3 separate regions of the Mus musculus genome follow, and regions 1 and 3 are each linked to region 2. Evidence: chromatin contacts called from public promoter capture Hi-C data. All regions are on one chromosome and are shown on one strand. The core of a region is the stretch at or near the end of the contact, and the rest is flanking DNA. Distances in the headings are between cores, read along the strand shown.

Evidence for each region. Promoter capture Hi-C pulls out the DNA fragments that hold promoters and counts their contacts. Capture Hi-C pulls out chosen DNA fragments and counts their contacts.
Region 1: a promoter capture Hi-C map of liver shows a contact between it and region 2. The contact joins the promoter of Ndufb4 here to the promoter of Gpr156 in region 2. A contact is called at or near these places in 5 of 39 promoter capture datasets (embryonic stem cells, hippocampal neurons, liver and 1 more), 2 of 115 datasets of contacts at active chromatin or transcription factors (bone marrow-derived macrophages and embryonic stem cells) and 2 of 9 other capture datasets (adipose tissue and liver).
Region 3: a promoter capture Hi-C map of liver shows a contact between it and region 2, with 2.8 times the contacts expected there. The contact joins the enhancer-like site here to the promoter of Gpr156 in region 2. A contact is called at or near these places in 9 of 39 promoter capture datasets (the 3T3-L1 cell line, 3T3-L1-derived adipocytes, embryonic stem cells and 4 more), 11 of 484 Hi-C or Micro-C datasets (cerebral cortex, embryonic stem cells, muscle stem cells and 2 more), 7 of 115 datasets of contacts at active chromatin or transcription factors (astrocytes, craniofacial prominence, embryonic basal ganglia and 3 more) and 3 of 9 other capture datasets (embryonic stem cells, liver and macrophages).

The regions. Positions count from the first base shown.
Region 1 is chr16:37,652,499-37,656,544 of GRCm38.p6, reverse strand. It overlaps Ndufb4 (NADH:ubiquinone oxidoreductase subunit B4), which reads left to right and starts at 2,177. Exons shown (of 3, transcript NM_026610.1): 1 at 2,177-2,365. The coding sequence starts at 2,186.
Region 2 is chr16:37,914,505-37,918,850 of GRCm38.p6, reverse strand. It overlaps Gpr156 (G protein-coupled receptor 156), which reads right to left and starts at 2,355. Exons shown (of 10, transcript NM_153394.2): 1 at 2,236-2,355.
Region 3 is chr16:38,181,945-38,186,054 of GRCm38.p6, reverse strand. It overlaps Gsk3b (glycogen synthase kinase 3 beta), which reads right to left. Exons shown (of 11, transcript NM_019827.7): 4 at 1,510-1,620. Among named protein-coding and RNA genes, the nearest start is that of Gm25617, 26 kb to the right of the region's middle. Within about 2 kb of position 1,509, at least 27 of the 459 cell types and tissues checked have an H3K27ac peak or open chromatin away from gene starts, as enhancers often do. A contact at or near this core is called in liver, where this site is marked.

The DNA of each region.
Region 1 (4,046 bases), core at 928-3,427, 260 kb after region 2:
TCCCTCCCGCCCCCCTTCTTTAAATTGAGTGTAATAATTTTTCTACTGCCCTGAAGCAGGCTTTCTTATGAGTCGATTTAGCTTCATATTCATTTGGACATGGAACTACTTTGCAGATATCCTGCTCTGCCTGTTCACTGCATGACTGTCAGCTACGGGGGGGTGGGGGGGTGGGGGGGTGGGGGGGGCGGATAACAAGGATCCAGCTTCCATTTCTTGTGTAATTTCTCTACTGAGCCCAGAAGATTGACTAAGACGGAATGGTGTAAGGTATGCTTCATGCAGGGGTGCTTAATAAATATTTTAAAACAGTATTAGAGTGTTGAATAAATTTGACAGCAGTGCTGTTGCTCATCACTTCAGTGCCAACACTTTCTAGGCCCTGTCACTGCCTAGCAACCACTCCCCCCACATACCTACATGTCCCCGGAAGTTTGAGCCAAGTTGAAGCTCTTTTTTGATCTAGCTTTCCTTGTTGGTGTTATTGTTTCCATTGTTGCCTCCTGAGGAGTGTTTTATGGGAAGCTAAGGACCCTGCTGTGTGCCTTGAAGTTGATCTTTCCCCTTAGTGATAGTGTGTGGGGGTGGGGGTGGGGGAGTGAGGAGTGTGAGTGGGAGGGAGTAAGGAGGGGTGGTGACAGGGGGTGGAGCATTGGAGGGGGGATGGGAGCGGGAGGTGCAGAGATGCTGAGAGCTGCATGTTACCTTCATTTACTCTCCAAATCATCTTTCCTGTTCTTATTCTCTTGAAACAGAGGTTTGTGGTGTACCCCAGGCCGGCCTTGAGCTCAGAGCTCCTGCCTCAGCCTCCCAAGGGTTTGCGGGAATGCACTGTTATTCTGCTTGTTACTTTCCTATCTGAAAGGATGTCTTTTACTTTCAGCACCTGAGGAGTGCTGAGGATTTAAGAGAGGTGTTTTTGTTTTGTTTTGTTTGCATTTTCACTAAGGTATTTACTCAGGAGTTTCATTCTTTATTATTTTCTGATCTACTACAGCCAGGTAAAACTTGCTCTGTAACCCCACTCTCCTTTTAAACAGTATTTTATGTCTTCAAAAGATAAGCTTATACTTAGGTGGTGAAGAACCAGTCTGCCTCCATCTTAGGTTTAAAAGCCATCTGATAGTAAAGACAAACTAAGTTAAACAAATTAACTTGATGAATTAAAGCTGTTAATTAATCAAAGATTGGGCTATGCCCCACCTGTAACCTTAACTACAAATGGTTCTGTACTGCCTGTTCCAGGAATAGCACTCACATTTTTGTTTCAAAAAGTTAATGTTTATCTTGCAAAAGGTTTGTATGGGTACCTTGTATGACTACCTGCTGTTATGACTGCCTTTGTGTCTTTGTTTCAGGAGACTAACTTATTATGCCTATATTCTGCTCCTGTAACTCCTATTTTGCCACAAATCCCCCATTTAGAACTCCTCTACCTCTGAGCTATAAAAGCCTTCCTCACATCCAATGAACCTTGCCTTAGGAGGAGGCAGGGGGAGGCAGCTCGTGTACAGGAATAAAAACCTGACTTTAATTAATCTGGACGAGATGATCTGAGTCGGTGGTCTTTCTCCTCCCATCTTTGGGGTTAACAGTGGATTGGTCCTAAAGTGGTAACCTTTAGAAAGCTTATTCTCTTTTTTGTTTGGGGTGGGGCGTAGCTAGGGAAATGTTTGAAAAGCAATTTCATTGTTTTCAATGTCTCATTTAATTCCAACAACCTTGCTAGGAGTGCAGAGTCAAGGTCATTTCTCCAGGGTAAGAAAAAGGAAATTTGGGAGACACTAATGACCTTGACTAATGACAAGGTCACCCAGGTTGGAAGAACCCACCCTGGACTGTAGGACTTCAGGAGTCACAGACAACCCAGTTTCCCAGTCTCCTCTAGTCTACTCAACTTCAGGAAATCAGTTCTGCAAACAAGTAGTAGCACAGAGAGAAAAGGAGTTTACCACCAGACAAGAGGAGGCAAAACGAGAAGCAGTGCGCACGCGCAGAATACGCGGGACGAGGGCGTGAAGGAGGATTGGCAAAGGCTCCACCCAGCCTCGAACCCCACCCCTCTCCCGCCCCTTCCTGCCAGAGCGCCTTGTGCGCGCGCAGGCGCACTTCCTGAGCCTGAAGGTCAGACTCGAGAGGGCAGCCCTCATATCCGCGCAGGCGCAGATGTGCGCCGGGAGTCAAGATGTCGGGTTCCAAGTATAAGCCTGCGCCCCTGGCCACTCTCCCCAGTACCCTCGACCCTGCCGAGTATGACGTGTCTCCGGAGACCAGAAGGGCGCAGGTCGAGCGCTTGAGCATAAGGGCCCGGCTTAAACGGGAGTATCTGCTTCAGTACAACGACCCCAAACGCGTGTCGCACATCGTGAGTGGGGCCGGGCGGGACTGTGGGCCGGGGCAGCCGCATCTCGCGTGGGCACACGCGGGGCCGCCCAGCTCCCTCCGTGTGCTGGACACCGGCCCCGAGCCGCACAGCCCTTGGCCCTTCAACTTCGGCCTTCGGCTCAGTGGTCAAAGGGATCGGACGGCTTCCCCCTTGGTTTAGAGAAACTTGTTCCACTCTGCATAGTCTCGGCTTTCTTGTCTGAAACATGGCCATAATATGGTCCTTCATATCTTTTGAGGCAGATTAACACATGACTGACTAATCTAGCACAGTATCTTCCTCGAAAAGGGCGTGCTCAAGCCCGGTTCTCCCAAGTGTACTGCATAAAAAGCTGTTTTGTGCCATTCAGCTCCTAACTCTCAAGGACACTTCTTTCTTTCTCTTGAGAATAGGGGTTGTTCAAATGAAGTGTGTTATAGAAGCTGAGGCTTTGATGCATTCGGCTTTGGAAGCAGACCTCATGGCCCCATATAATAACCAACTATGATCCCTGGGCAATTTACGTAATCCCTCTCAAACCATAGCTTTTTTGTGTTCTCGTGGAAAATGGTGTGCATCCGTCAGATTTGTGAAATCAAACAAGAAAGTACGTAGCATTACTATGTATGTAACATACATCACTAAAAAAATATTTTGGCAAGTGTGCTTTTAGACAGTTTCTTCTGTAAAAGCTGTCTAAATATCTCAAATGGGATTTTTTTTTAAATAAAGATTTTCCAACAATTGCATACATATTCTCTATCATTTTTGAAAGTTAGAACAACCAAGGGAAAGTTACACAAAGTGGTCAGGTTCAATGCTAGTCTCCAGGTGGCTCAGAATGCCAGGTCCTCCAGCCACAGCCTCACATACTGGGGTTACTGCCACTTGAAACCCATGCCTGGTCTGAAAGACATTTAAAAAAATTAAATGTCGCAGTCATTCACAGAGGTTACTGTGTTAGTCTCTTGGCTTTCTAGATGAGACTGTATGGACAGTGACACCCAGAAACAGGTCACACACCCTAGTCTGTGTGACTTATATTACCTTCTGCACAGATAGAGTATCCTCAAGCAGACCTTTGTTTACATGGTGAAAGAGATACACCTGTTCTATACTATAAGCTAGATAGCATGGGATTGTTACTATTTTTTTTTTTTTTTCAGACAGGGTCTGAATATACAGCAGCCCTGGCTGTCCTGGAAATCAGTATGTAGAACAGGCTGGCCTTGAACTCACAGAGATCAACCTGCCTCCGCTTTGTGAGTGCTCACATTAAAGGCATGAACCACAACACGGGGCCTGTTTGTTTGTTTAACTTTTTAAAAGTAACTAGAGTAAGGCCTCAGTCAGATGTGAAGTTTGAACCCCCAGTCGTCTGTTTTTTGATCTCTGTAACCCAGGGAAGTTTCCATTTCGCATCTCTAATAGAAATAGAGACACCTGCCTCCTTAGCTGCCCCATTAATCGTTTACCAGCCAAAACTTGTGCACCCTTTGTCTAGTCTTTAGGGGTAACTAATTAGGTCAAAAATAACTGCTCAGGACCTATTATGAGACGAAGATGCTGAGTTGAGAGTACAAAGCCAGCTGGAAGTCCCTGGCCTTGTAGAGCTACCTGTGTTTGGAATGGGGATGACAAATACTAAGTGCGTTAGAAATCTGAATCATTTGGTGTTTGA
Region 2 (4,346 bases), core at 1,106-3,605:
GGCTTCTGTGGCTTACAGGAGACCTGGCCATTCTTTTTCTCTCTTCTCTGCCTCAGGTTACTCTCTGAAAACATTCAAAGCATGAAATGAAACATGAATTCAGGCCAGAGAGGAAGCTCACCAGGTAAACACTTGCTGTGAGTGTTTGGATCCCCAGACCATATAGAAAGCCATGTGCTGTGTGTTCAGTTCTGTTTTAACAGGAGGTGAGAGGCAGAGACAGGAGAATCCTTAGATTCGGGCCCACTAGCCTGGTGCACACAGCTAACAAATAAGAGATCCTGCCTCAAACAAAATGGAAGCAAGAACCCAACCTGAGGCATCTGTCTGCATGTGCCTGTACACACACATACACACACACTCTCATATATATACACACACATTCACACACAAACACATACATACATGTGCGCGCACACACATAGACATATGGAAACACACACTCTCACACATACACACATACTCACAAATACTCACACACATACACACATGTACATGCATGCACACACACACACTACATACACTCTCTATCACACACAAACATGCATGCACGCACAAGGGTATTTTTTTAACGGTGAATCTGAGGAGAGAGGGCACTTCTTAGGGGCCTCTATTTCTTCCAATAAAACTTTCAAATGCCCTTATGGACAAATAGCAAGAAAATGTAATAGAGGAGCCCTCATCGTGAAACAGTGTAGTCCTTAGGCCTAGCATAGTAGCACACACCTTTAATTCCAGCACCTGGAAAGTAGAGGTACCTGGATCTCTGTGAGTTCAAGGCTACCTGATCTACAGATCAAATTCCAGGATAGCCAAGGCTGTACAAAGAAACCCGGTCCTGAGAAACCAAAACAAATCAAAACAAAATGGTGTGTCTGAGGCCGCTTCTTTTTAGTTAACTTCATTCCTTTGCTCATTCTTCCACTCTCTAGGACAGAAGTTGCTTTTAGCTATTTGCCCTCCTGGTCTCTGCTGAAGGACATTCCTGTTTTCCCAAGACTGGGCTTCTCTATTCCCAAGTTTCCATAAAGGCTTTGCCTCTGACCAGACCAACTCTAGGGAACAGAGAGAAGCTAAAGCTGGGGGCAATGATAGAGAAGCAGAAAGAATATGCCAGATACAGTGGTGGTCCTGCAGGGGAATCACACAGACAAAATGGGACCAGGGAGCCCCCTCTCTTTCTGAGAGAGTCCCAACTCAAGCCAGCCTGCCAAGGCACTTTATATCCCAGAGTCAAAGTGTCTACAGCCCCCAGACAAGTGATTCCCTCCTCATTTATCTGGATACACCCATTTGTTCCTTCTGCAGCAGTTAAAACTACAAACTTGGAAGCCTGGCTGGTGTTCCAACTCCTGGGAGAATCCAGCTATTGGTGGAGAAAAGGTGTTTCTCCCCCACCCTCTTTGGCGGCCTTGCTGCTTAATTAACACACCAACAAATATGGTGGTTTTAAACTCCCATCTGAAAACTCTTCTTTTTCAATGAAGTATTCACACTCTTAGCATCTCCCTCCACAGCTTGTTTAAGGAATACACTGGGAAAACAGGTTTATCAGAGGTACCTAGTTCTCATGCATCCAGAAAATAAACAAATGGGTAGAGTGGCTACACCGTCTTCCCTACACAGTTTAATCTCGAAATGTTAACAGGTAACAGAAAGCATTAAGGAAGTAGCACGTGATGCCCAACTTTCTAAGTGGAAGCCTCTACAACACGCTTGGAAACTGCTGCTGGTCAGATCCAAGGATGCTCAGGAGCCTGGGTCACTCCTCCAGTGCCCAGGAACAAAGCCTCCACACAGAACATAGGCGGTGTAGTAAAACTTTCTTCTCAGACTTCAGAGAGGGGGTGGGGGAACGTCAGCTCACCACCCTGCCCTCGGGGTGAGCTTGCACCTGCAGGGTAGATTTGGGGTCACGCTTGGAAATCACCCGAGTGTGGGAAATAGTTCTGAGATCTCCTTTTTGAGCACTTTGTTGCTTATTCAATAAAATAGAGAAGTCACACTGGGTTCACTCTCCCCTCCCCTTTTTCCTCCCAAATTATCAACGCCATCCCTGATGCGTGGCCACGCGCTCTTCCCTACTTTTTGGACTTCTTAAATCATTTCTGAATATCCTGCTCAGGTTTTGAATAGGAGAAGGGACTCCTGCCCTCTCCATTTCTTACTGGAGGTGTCTGTGTCCATAGGGAGGTCCTACAAAATCTGGGGTCTTCAAGGGCGCACTGTGCTCACCTTGCGGGGTCCCCGTCCGCAGAGATGCGCCGAGCCCGCGGCCGGGATTGGGACGCGCGTGCTCTTCCGGTCTCTGGTGGGCTCTCGGGTTTGGAAGGTGGCGGGAGGGACGCGGACCGCGCCCATCGCCTCGTAGACAGCCGGAGTGGCGGCTGTGCGGTGTGCGCGGTGCCCTGCGGGTCGCCTCCTCCTCTGTCTGACCGCCGTCCCTCCTCTGGCGCCACCCCGCGCCGCGACCGGACCCTGCGCTCGGCTGCAGGCCTCTCTACTCCGGAGTCCCTTTACTCCCGCATCCTCCACTCCTCCAAAGACGTCCACTCCTGTTTGAGCGGTTCTCTGGGCGACTTCCTGCTGCTGTGCTCAAAGAGCCGCTTGCAGCGCCGGTCTGAGGAGCCCTGTAGCCCGAGGATGCTCAGACCTCCGGAGCAGGTCCTGTGCCTGGTTCCTCAGTCTCAGATCCCGGTTTCTGGTTTTTTGTTTGTTTGTTTGTTTGTTTGTTTGTTTGTTTTGTTTTGCTTTGTTTTTGTTTTGTTTTGATACGGGGGGAGGTTATCCATTAGCTTTCCCTTGGCCTTTTGCATTTCTCCTTCCCTCTTCTTTTTCTTACTCCCCGCCTTTCCCTCTCATCTCTTCTTTTTCCTCATTCTTCATTTTTTATTTGGGCATTTTTTGATTCTTTACATTGAGCTTGTGTTTATTTTAGAAAGACAAGAATGTTGCTTATAATAGGAATGCGTGTGTGTGTGTCTGTGTGTCTGTGTGTGTGTGCATGTGTTTTCCCGTGACAAGGTTTCTCTGTGTAACAGCCCTGGCTGGCCTGGAATTCACTTTGGAGACCAGGCTGGCCTCGAACTCACAGAGTTCGACTGCCTCTGCCGCTGGAGGGCTGGGATTAAAGGCTTGCATTTCAAACACCACATTTTGACCACATATTTTAGGGACAGGAGGGGAGGGGGAACCGAGTAGGACTTCAGGGTTCAGATCACACATGGTAAGGAGGATTGGCTTTAAAATTTTTTAACCCCTCCCTCACTATTTCACCCAAAGGCTTCTTTTCACAGGAAAATACTTCATTGGAGAGGAAAATATGGGGAAAGAAATGAAGCAAACGTTTTATTCAGGACAATGCGTGTTTCTCACATCTTGTCCTGAATGTGAGACACTGAGCAAAATGTGAGTTTCTGTTCTGTGCAGTTAGATGCTGTCATTGGGGAGGCCCCCTTTGATTCTCCACTTTTGGGGTTACTCAGTTTAAAAGCCCAGGACAGGGATGTTGGAACAATGCCTCATGTGGTAGAGCAATCACTCTGGAAGCGTGAGGACCTGCTGGGGTTCCCCAACAAAAGCCTCTGCCTGTAATCTCAAGGCTGGAGGCAGCGAAGGGGACAGGCAGATTTCTGGGGTTTGCTGGACGGCCAGTTTACATTGGTAAGCTTTAGGTGCAGTGGGAGTGTCTGTCTCAGAATCACTGTGGAGCATAATTGAGGGAGACAACTACCATCAGTGCTCTGCACTCCACGTGTATGCACGCACAGTCACGTTTCTGGCACAGTCTTTCTCCATCACTCTCACTTCAGTGTCCAAAGCTGGATCTTGAGTCTGTCGCTCCCCATTAAGAATTTCCCCTCTGATCTCCGTTGCCTGTTCTCTTACCTCAGACTCCCCCAGAAAACAATAACCAGTTACTCTCACTGCTCTTCTATATCGGACTCCCTTTTCCAGCTTGCCCCCCCCTTCTCCCTCACCCCATTGTCCTTTTTCCATTGAGTTATCCCGCAGCCCCTCAATTACTGCGCACCAATTTTCATCTCCCACCTGGATCTACCATATTTACCTAAGAGGTGTTTCTGGAGACTCTTCTCTGCATTCCCACACTGCTGCCCTTGTTAAGTTTTAATTACCTTGGGCTGGATCATTTTAATAGTTTCCTAACAGGTTTTTTTTGCCTCCGGTCTCCCCACCATCAGCACAGACTTAAGAACGCCACTTTCATAATAAAACAAGCAAACCACCCCCCTAAGCTCACAGTGAGGCCCCTGTGCAATTCTAAGCCTGAGCTCTCACAATTGGGGCGAGCAGGCTGGCTTTCCAACCCTCGGTCCACTCAAGCT
Region 3 (4,110 bases), core at 260-2,759, 270 kb before region 2:
TGGCAGCTCTGTATCATTACTTTCCACAGCTGTCTGCTCTACTACCTGACGCTAGAACTTGCTAGAAAACCCATAAAGGACAAAAGGAGGGACTAAATCTTGTTCTGGGAAAAGTCTGGACCCATTCAGGACCCCACATGAATAATAATCTTCCTCTCTCCATGGCCCTAAGATGATTTACTCAGGATCCCCAGAGAGTTTGGAAGCCCACATTCCTGTCAGTATGCTCCCTCCCCCTGCTGTAAATGACTTTGAGTTGGAAGTGGCAGCATTGTGACCTCTCCAAGTCAGCTCCATGTCAGCTGCGGGGTAAATATGGAATTAGACTGCTGTCATTGAGAAACAGAAAAACAAACCTAACTCCTAGTTTAACAGCACAGATATTAAATATATGTTTCTAACTAGATTTGGTAATTCACACTTATAATCTCAGCACTCAGGAAGCTGAAGCAGGAGACCTGCTACAAGTATCAAAAGTTCCAGGGTGGTCTGAACTACAGGGTAAGACCCTATCCATCCCTCCCCTATCTCACCTCTAAAAAGAAAAATATATGCTTCCAATCATCTACCACAACTGTAACTAGGACTATACTATATAAATCCCTAGCTACACTGCTGTAGTTACATTTAAAAAAAAGAGGGAATTAATATTCGATACCAAAAACTAAATAATATAATCTGTTTAAAACTGACAGTTTAAATCTCTACGATGAATGCAACAAATATATCTACAAATGGTAATAAAGCATTACAAATGAATATGAAATGAACTCTACATTTATTTAGTGGTTTGTTTTGGTATGTGGCACAATGAAGACATCGAAAATGAAAACAAAGCTATGGGGTTGGGAGATGTCTCACTGGTAAGAGTATTTGCTGTACAAACACCAAAACCCCACCCTGAATCTCCAGCACCATGAACAAAGTTGAGAGTAGGTACACTTGGCTGCCAGCCCAGCCCTGGGTAGGAAGAGCGACTGAGACAAGCCCCAACTAAAAGCTTATATAGGGGTCAGGAAGAGACCAGTTCAAAGGAAAGGTGAAAAAAAAGCACAGTGTCTGCCTCCGGCCTTCACCTGAGCTTCACCTCCCCACAGCACACACACAAGGGCTAACACAATTCAAATCCTTAAGTGAACTTTACTCTATTTTATCAGAAGATTTATCTCAATTCAATTATCACATGAGCATGTGTGTGCAGGGGCACGAGCCACACACGTGGACGGTTAAGGACAACTTCAGGCAGCTGCTTCTCTTCTACCTGAGTAGGTTCCAGGAACAGAACCCGGTTATCAGCCTTGCACAGCAAGTACCTTTTTCCGCTGCAGAGTAATGAAAGCCTTAAGAGGACTCCATGCTATAAAACTGTGTAAGAATTCAACACAATCTAAAGCTTGCTGTTTTTACAAGGAGTAACCAGTGTCAATGGGGTTGACACATCCCAACCTTACCCATGGCTCACACAAAATGTTCTGGAAACTAGAAGGGGTTCGTTCCGTCGTCACGTACCTTGACATAGATCACAGGGAGTGTCTGCTTGGCTCGACTATAGTGTCTGGCGACTCTGTACACTGTCTCCGGAACATAGTCCAGCACCAGGTTAAGGTAGACCTCATCTTTCTGTAAGGTTTTTAAGAACAAAAGAACAAAAACAGATTAGAGACTGATCTTAGGTATTCAAGTGAGAGCAAATTTTCTATACACCTCTTATTCAGATGTTTAAAGAAAAGCTTCATATGGTTAATTTTAATTACACAAAATTACTTTTGAACATGAATAGAGCTGAACAAATGCACCTACCATACTTTATAATCCCAGTATAGTTAAGAGTCCCATCATGTTGCTTATACTGTGTTATGATAGCTTATCATTTATTATAATGTTTATTATTTTTTAGGTTAAAAAAACATCAATGTCTTTTCTCCTATGTGGAAAAATTGCTTGAAGATGCATTGAGTCAAAAGCCAAGAAACCAGGTTGCTAGCCCAGGCTCTGCTGCCAAGTGATGTGTATGACTGATGATATGTCCCGGCTTCAGTTTCTTCAGCTCATAAGAAAGGATGAACTAAGCATTCTTTGAAACACTATAGCCTCCATACAAATGTTTTGTTTTTCTGAAAGGCTACAGATCACTAATATAACAAACTTATGGCAATGAGGTCATACCCAAAAGCTTGTCAATTAGTCTCCAGTGTAGCATCATAAAGACAAGAGTTCAAGGTCAAGAGAAGGAAAGGAGGTACAGGAAAGAGAAGAAATCACTAGCCACACCCTGTTCTCTGAACAGCACCAGTTGGGTAAACTGAGGGAGAACAATGAGGTTAAGGATTACTATTGGTTACTGAGTGGTGAAACTGTTCACAATTCCACCTTATCAAACTGGAGTCTGAGTCAGTGTTTTGGGTGCATCTCCTATGGATCAGAGATGCTACAGGAGGGAGGGGTAGGTGAAGGTACAAAGTTACCCATGTGGAACTCTCTGCTCTACTCTCCCACTCTGTGACTAAAAACAAGTATATGTTTCTTATCTTTTAAATGAAGACTGAAACAACAGAGAGAAAACCCTATATTTAAGATATGGGTTCAGAGCATTCCACAGAGCCAAAAATATCTTTTTTGATGGTCTTTCTTCTTCCATAGTCAACTGGAATACTAAGTCTGCCACTCTCATCAGCACAGGGGAAACAAACGATGCTAATTATCTTTATAAACACAGCTATACTCCACCAAGTAAACACTGCCTATTGCTGTTTGGGGGCTAAAATGACAAGAATCAAGTAGTTGTGGCAGGGACTGGGTAGATTTCAAAATAGCTTGCAAAACTGAAAGTATCAAAGGAAAAAAAAATATGTGTGTGTTTTTTGTAACTCTGGATATATTAGCTTTCTGCACAGCCTGAACTCAAAGCAGCATGGCTACAAAATTGTGTTGACTGGTCTCATATTAAAATCATCATCAATAAATTAAGTTGGAGTTGAGAGACAGATTCTATCTTGGTTTAAATATCTGAAGTCCCTGCTAAGAATCTTGGGTTGGAGCAGTGAGGTACATGCCTCAAGCCCAGAGCTCGGGCTCATGAAGCAGAGGCAGGAGGATCTCTGTGAGTTCCAGGCCAGCCAGTCTAGTCTACAGAGTGAGTTCCAGAACAGCACAGTGTTGGGTGAGACTGGAGAGATGGCTCAGTGGTTAAAAGCACTATCTGCTCTTCTAGAGAACCCGAGTTCAATTCCAGAACTCACACAGCAGCTCACATACTCTAATACAACAGTGGACAGGCAAAGGTTAGCATCCCTTATGCAAAGGGAAAAATAGTAGAAAACGAAAATCAAACAAGATGAGATTAAATCTTAGCTCTTGGATGATCATATGCACTTCTCCCACCAAATGTTAGTTTATGACTTAACTAGATGCATTCATCAACAATTCACAGATTGTACTAACCAAATAAAAGCACCAGGAGACAGGTCTGACAGTCAAACTGCAATCTCTTGTTTTAACAAACTGTCTAAAACTGACACCACTAACAATGGCTCAAATGGAAGAGCAAGTACGGACTGTCAAGTCTAATAGGCCAGACTGAGTGAACTCTTAATGAAATTTACCAAAGCAGAAAGCCTTATAATGAAAAATCAGAGCATCAATATACAAAGATCAGCCAGACAAAACCAAGACCAAAGCTGACAGTCATCTGGAAGGCAGACAAGTGGTATAACTACGGAGAACTCAAGGGGGGCCACGGGGGCACTCCTAAGGGAACACACGAGCCCTAGTGCTGTGTGTGCTGTGTTTAGACCGACACAGATAACTCCTCTGCTCTGGAGAGTTCAGGCCTCGTTACAAGTACTGACAACAATCCTTTTAGGCAGCCAGTTTAACAAAGCAGAGGTAAATAAAACCATGTCTGCTAGAAGGCCAGTACTCCAACTTATTATACTACAAGAAACATGGAAGCTTAAGTGAGGGCTTTTGTTAAGTTTAAATGTTTTAATGTAAACAGCCATGGTATTAACTCCTGAACTCCTGAGAACATTCAACTCTAGAAAACATGTAGAAAAAAAACCAGTGATATTTCATGTTCTCAAAGTAGATTTTAATTTTTTTTTAATTTGG